Regions from separate parts of the Oryctolagus cuniculus genome. Here region 2 is linked to region 1. The links are chromatin contacts, called in public Micro-C maps. All regions are on one chromosome and are shown on one strand. The core of a region is the stretch at or near the end of the contact, and the rest is flanking DNA. Distances in the headings are between cores, read along the strand shown.

Region 1 (3,392 bases), core at 374-2,873:
CAAGGTGAAGCAACCTATCAAAGACTGTGTGGCTAAGCGGCAGGGCTGGGATCTGGGCACCGAACTCTGACTCACAGGCCCTACTTTTGTTCTTCTTAATTAGACCATAGTGGCTATGGCATATGACACATTTAGTAAAAGTTCCCAGGTCAAACACTAACATCATATAAGCATGACTGAACGCTTCTGAATCCTTCCTGTAATAATAAGCTTAACTAGCGTGTGTGTGTGTGTGTGTGTTTTTTTTAAGATGAAGGCAGAAAACATATGTAACTCAGTAAGAGGAAAAGATGTAACATTTTATGTTCCCTGTGGTCTGCAGAAAGCTCATCACTTAAAAAAAAAAAAACCAAGCAAGCCAGAAGATTCTACTATGATCATTCTTAAACTGTTCCTGGAAATGTGTGGTTTGAGTCTGAAAAAATGACCTCAAATCACAGTTTTCCTTCTCAGTGTTTCACATGATATCCAAGCACCTTTTCCTTCCAACACGGTCTGAAGCATGGCTGTTCTGGGTCCAGCCTTAACTTTCCACGGCCTGTGGACGCTGTTCAAGCTCTGCTCTAAGACCTACAAATGACTCTTACCGCCTGGGATCACCTGTGAAACCCCTACAGTTCATCGGAAGCTCTCCCTGCAATGTCCTTACTCACCCGGTTAAGACGGCCGGCAGGTCAAAGCTCTCACGAAGACCAAGATGAAACACGTTGGGTATGTTTCAAGTACAAAGCCAGAATCTTGGGGGGCGGTGGTGGGAGATGAGTGCAAGGGAAGAATTAAGTCGGGGAGGGAAAACCTGTCACTGCCCGACTCCAGGCGGGCTCCCCTCGCTCACGCTGGTCTCCTACAGTCTGGAATCTCCCTAGAGCTGGAGTCGCTCAACGCAGTCAGTGTCTAAATTCACTTCTAGGCAGCCCTGAGCCAAACTGCAACGCGAGTTCCGGTTTTCCAGAGCCGGCTTAGCTCTCAGCTGATTCTGGCCCTCACACACTGTTTACCTGGCCAGACCCTGGGCTGTCTGGTCACGGACGCCTAAGACAGTCGCTGAGAGGAAGGACGGCAAAGTTAGGTTTAAAAAAAAAATTTTTTTTTTAAAAGAAAGAAGATGCTGACGCCCAGGATGGCGGGCAGGGCGCTGCCAGGCAGTTGGGAGCCCACTCCCTCAGCCCCCGCCAGCCCCGCCGGTGCTCCCACTGCCAGGGCTAGCAGCCGACGTCTCTCTCATCTGGAAGCAGGGAAACTGAAGCCCACTGGCGAGGAGGGACGTGTCCAAGGTCGCGCAGGGAGGAATCTCAGGACCCGAGGCGCCAGCCCCCCAGGCCGGGGCAGCCCGCCTCCGCCCCCATCCTCGCCCTCCCAGTCCCCAGGTACCGCCCCCCGCCTAGGGTCTCGGGCAACCCCGTCCGGGGCGCTTGGGGACAGACCGAGGACACCGGGAGAATGGGGGCGAGGGGCGGCTCCAATCCCCGGAGCTTCGGGTCGCGCACCTGCCGCTCTGTGGGCACCCGGCAGAGCACCGCCTCCGGGGCCTCTCGCGAGCGCCGACCAGCGTCACCAGCCCCCACCGCCAGCCGCGGAGCCGGAGCAGCGACCCGGAACCGCACGTCCCCCGGCGCGCCGGAAGTGGCTGCGCGCGGGGCTGGGCCGCCGCGCGCATGCGCCCGCGTGCCCTCCGCGGCGCGCGCGCGAGCTCTGGGGCGGCGGTTGGGCCGGAACGCCTGGAGGGCGCGGGCGCCGGGCCTGGCGCTCCCTCAGGCGGACTCGCCACGTCAGCGGCCGGCCAGCCCCGTGGGTGACAAATGCGTCGTTTCACCTGTCTTTGTGAACGGGGTTGGTGTAGAGTCGAGGAAGTGGGAGGAGCCTCGTGGCAAAGGGAAGACCCGCTGTGTGCCGCGGGCTGGATGGAAACCCCGGGCCATGGCCGCCTGGCGCCAGCCCCGCCGCGCGCCGCGCAGCTGCCTGGTCACTGTGTCTGGGTGATCCCGGGAACCCTGGGGCTGCAGAGACTAGTTCTGGGATCTTGGCGATGTGAGTGGCGTTTCAACTTTTGTTGTCTGTGCCTTAACTGTAGGTGCTACCTTTTCCATCGCAACCCAGCACACGTGTAAACGGCACCTGGGAGAAGCTTCCAGAACTCTGCCCTTGTTCTGAAAGTACTCGGATCTGGTTGGCGTTTGAAAAATCCGCTGGGGGCAGCCCGCTGTATTAATCTCAGTATCCACTACTGATGGGCCGCCTCCTTTTAACACGTGAGGAAAGTCTAAAGGGTGCAAGTGCCTTGTGCGTGGCCACAGTGCCCATCAGTATCCTAGGTCAGGTGTCGAATCCTGCCCCAGCCCCACCGCCAGCCAGTGCACCTGATTCTTCCAGTCTGACCACCAGGAGAAAGGCGGGGGTGGGGTGGGGGTGGGGGTGTGTGAAGCCCAGGGCTCTAAAGAGATATACCAGCTAGAGTAAGAAGCCTCGAATCTGCAAACCCCAAACAGTTGGCAGCATCTGGGGTGCCAGCTGAAGGAGGCAAACCCTAACAGCTTACCTCTTAAACCGTCAGCAGTTCTGAAGTACCAAAAAGTTTAAGCAAATAATGTTTATTTTTATATTGATGATACACTTAATATATATGTGGATCAAGATACAAAATTCATTTACAAGAGTTCACACCTGATGTATGCAGTCACATTCCTAGAGAACATTTATCAATGCAAAAATTGCTTTAATATACTGACAACAAAAATCGAATACTCTGTAATCTTATTATTCATAAACATCAAAACAATAGTGTTTAACTTTCCATCCGCTAGTATTTTAGTGCCCTAAGGTGGTGGGCACCGTATAACAGAAGAAAATACTAGAAAGCCCACTGAATCCGCTCTGCAGAATCACAGTGTTTACTCAGTGAAGTAGTGAAAGGCTTGCTATCTTTTATGACAAATCACGTATCATACAAGAGTCAAGTGTGATGAGCTCAAGAAAATAAAATCTCGCGAGAACTTTTCAATTTCTAAAACCTATGAAGTATTAACCGTAACAGACAATGCAGAAAAAGGCTGCTGGAAAGGAACAAAACAAAACAATCCCTATTTAAGAGAATGTATGGCTTAAGCGATTTAGAAACAACAGACAAGAACGTTTACAATACCACAAATGTTCAAGGCAATTGATATTGACAGTATTGACTTTCCCCCTTAGTCACTGGTAGTAAATAACGCCTTCAGAATTTATTCTGGTAACATAAAAACATCCAAACGGTTTGCTGTCTTAAGAAGAGCTGAGCTAATGAATTTGGTTCTAAAATTATCACCCACAATATCCACATTTCAATACAAATGAACAACAAAGACTAGGTCTCAAGGATTACACTGATTTGTGAACATCTAGAGAGGCAACCAAAT
Region 2 (3,392 bases), core at 512-3,011, 170 kb after region 1:
GGAAGCACCTGGCTCCTGGCTTCAGATCAGCACAGTGTGCTGGCTGTAGCAGCCATTTGGGGGGTGAACCAACAGAAGGAAGACCTTTCTGTCTCTCTCACTTTCTAACTCTGCCTGTCAAAAAAAACAAAAAACTATTTTTAATGGTATATATATTAGAGGCATGACGGTATGACGGATAATAGCTTAAGCTCTGGAGTCAGACTGGATTCAAACCCTGGTTCTAACATGTATTAAATGTGTGATCTTGGCCAAATACTGACATCTTAGGCCTCAGTCCCTGGGTGACACAATACACTGCACACTCGCAATGCTTTGAGGATTACAGGAAGTACATATAATGACTTGCACATAGTATCTGGCACATAAACACCAGCTTTTCAAACATGATGGAGAAGTGGAAAATTTTTTCAGAATACGCTATATGATATATGATCTTGGCTTTTTAATTTTTTTTCATTTTTATTTAGGCAGAAGGCTGGGAGAAAGAGAGATCATTCCAATGCCTGCAACAGCCAGAGCTGGGCCAGGACAAAGCCCTTAAGTCTGGGTCTCTCACATGGGTGCCGAGGACACACACTCTGTAGCCATCCCCCGCTGCCTCCCAGGCTGTGCAATCGCAGGTGGCTGGAGCGGAAGCAGAACCAGGACTCAAACCCATGCACTCTGACAAGGGGGTGTGGATGTCTTCACTGTATGCCAAACACCTGTCCCAGAAGTTGAAATTATGACTAAAGTAAAAAAAATAAATAAAAATAGGATTTCTCAATTCTCCATGTTTCCCACCTTATTCTAGGCAGGAAAAAAAAGTGTAGAGGCAGCAATTTTAAGTCCTCAAAAGAAAAACCTTGCGGGCCAAATAGAAAACTTCATCCACTGACTGTGCAAGCATGCAGGACGGCACAGGTGCGGCCAAGCGACCAGGGACACACGAAGCCACAGAGGAAGGCGCTCTCGCCTTACCTGCTTTTCCGTTTCCGAGGTGGTTTCTCCACTGTGCCAGTCAGTCTACAGAGCAAACAAATAAGACGGTAACTCCAACTCCCGTCCAAGAGCCGAGCTGGGCCCTGCACCCGCCGGGACCCGACCCGACGAACGCCCCGTCCCCCCAGCGCCCGCGCAGCCTCCGGGTCCGTCACCCCATCCCCAGCCTCTGTTCGTCACAGCCCAGCTCCCCCAAACCAGCCGCCTCCACCGCCTCATTGTCTGCCGCGTCACCCCCGCAATCCCCCCAGCCTCCGCTCTCCCGCGCCCACCCCCTCCCGCCCGTGCACGGCCCCTCCGGGCCCCGCCCCTCCAGGCCCCGCGCCCCCCGCATTCCACGGCCCCTCCGCGGGGCGCGCGCCCTGCCCTTCCCGGCCCCGCGCCACCAGCCGCAGCTCTCGGCGCCCGTTCCTCCGCACGCCCCTCGCCCGGCCTCCAGGATGCGATCGCCGCTCAGCCCGCGCCCCCGGCCCTCGGCGCCCCCAGCCCTCCGGTGTCGGCGCCCCGAGTCGCTGCCCCTGGGCCCGCGCCCTCGCCCCCGCCCGATCCCCAACCCCGGCCTCCGCCCGGCTCCCGCCCCACCTTGGGGCCAGGCGACTCCGCGGCTGCTGGGGCTGCCGGGCTCCTCTGACCATCCGGCTCCGGCTCCGCCGCGGGAGATGCTCCGGCGGCCGCAGGGCTCGCTCGGCAAGCTGAGGCGGCGGAGGCTGGAGTAGGCGGAGAGGCGGGAGGAGGGCCTCGCGCCTCTGCCAGACTTGCCGCAGGGCCCGCCTCCTCCGCGCCTCTCCTCGGCTCCCATTGGCTGGGGCTTTAGTGTGGCCGAAAGCCTCGCAGCCGATTGGGCGCTAGAGCTGTCACATTCCGCGCCGCCTACCCACAGGTTTGGTTGAGACTGCAGGTGGCAGCAGAGGTGCCTTAGAGGCTGCTAGCGGGACCGGAGAAGACCTGAGCGCCACCGTGCGCCGGAAAGTAGGATCTGCAAGTCTGGCGCAAAACACCTGCCCGCAGGTTCTTTGGGGGGCTCTGCGTCATTCATCCCACACACCTGCTAGCGCCTCCCACCTCTGCACCACGCCAGGACCAAAAGTCAAGCAATGCAGTTTCCAAAAATTCCTCTGACAGGTGCGACAGTGAGGCACTTCTCCCAAACGAGCTTTCTTTTTGAACCACCTCAAATGCGGTCTCTTGTCTCTACAGCTTGCTGAAATGGTCTCGCAGCTCACAGCTAACCCTCATAGAAGATTCAGACATAAAGCTGTAAGAATCCACCAAAATAAAGCAGTTTGGATGCTCAGTCCTCCGCAGGAGAGATCCCCAGTTTGGGTGCAGGCTTTGAAGAATGCAAGATTTTTTTTTTTTTTAAATCATCATGAATTAAAAATCAACACTGCAAACAGAATTGATGCCATAATTAAAAGCAACATGTCTCATTTTGGAAGGCCAAAACAAAATTGATGCCTGGGTGTGTGCTAACCATCCTGTGACACTACAGATAATGGTTAAGTTCTAGTTAATTTTAAAATAAATTTCATGCAAAATTACCAATACATAAGCACAGTACTAGCTACCTTTTTCTACTTTAACAAGGCTAGCCTTGTAAGTATAAGGCACAGCTAAGATATCAGCAAATTCTCTAAGGTGGTGAAGCCTCTCAACAGCCCTATTCCTGAATACGGTTTTTCATTGGTAGGTTCTCATCATCTATTTGGGTCTGGGAGGCAGCCTGAGTTTCTCCTAAGACATTACCATTAGAAAATATTTTTTCTGATGTGAATGCCTAGAATACACATCAACAGCCAAGGGATAAATCTTTCATATATCCATAAATGGCAAAAAATTAGGATATTTTTCCACAAAAAGGCTGCCCTTTATTTGAGATGGTTATTTTTGTGTCTGATAGTAACATGGCCTTCCTCTTACAAATACTGATGGCAAACTGTGCTGGGACCACTTACACAGCTTTGATAAGGAAAAATGTTGCTGAATCTCCATTGGTCCCCCAAATTAATTTTATGACACTGTTTGCTTCAACCCCCACCCCAAACAAGTGTTTCTACCTATATTATCAAGCCACAGAGAGAGAAGTCCAGGATAATTTGTCAACCAATGGGGAGGCTCGTAAGATATTAAAATTCTCTGCCTGCTCTTCAACATCTTCTGTCATTGGCCAACTCTCCGAAGCTATTCGTCCTCCCACTGAATACCCTCAAGTGTTATCCTCGTGATGTGTCCAAGTTCTGGTAACCTCTGCTTCTGTGTTCTTACTCTGTAAGATACATACAACCCATTATTCCAGCCCATATTAAATTTACACTCCCTCTTTTTAATCCTCCCCAGTTATCCCATCTCCCATTTAACATTTCCTTCCACAATGAATTGTAATTTAAAAAGCTGCAAGACGGACAGCT

The links. Hi-C and Micro-C count contacts between places; a contact is called where the count stands out from the background.
Region 2: a Micro-C map of ear pinna shows a contact between it and region 1, with 4 times the contacts expected there. The contact joins the promoter of SCAI here to the promoter of GOLGA1 in region 1. A contact is called at or near these places in 3 of 6 Hi-C or Micro-C datasets (ear pinna, psoas muscle and an unstated tissue).

Annotation. Positions count from the first base shown.
Region 1 is chr1:228,795,232-228,798,623 of mOryCun1.1, forward strand. It overlaps GOLGA1 (golgin A1), which reads right to left and starts at 1,624. Exons shown (of 23, transcript XM_070056814.1): 1 at 1,488-1,624; 2 at 654-737. SCAI (suppressor of cancer cell invasion) reads right to left here. Exons shown (of 16, transcript XM_070056861.1): 16 at 2,573-3,392.
Region 2 is chr1:228,962,618-228,966,009 of mOryCun1.1, forward strand. SCAI (suppressor of cancer cell invasion) reads right to left here and starts at 1,762. Exons shown (of 16, transcript XM_070056861.1): 1 at 1,567-1,762; 2 at 964-1,008. The coding sequence starts at 1,619.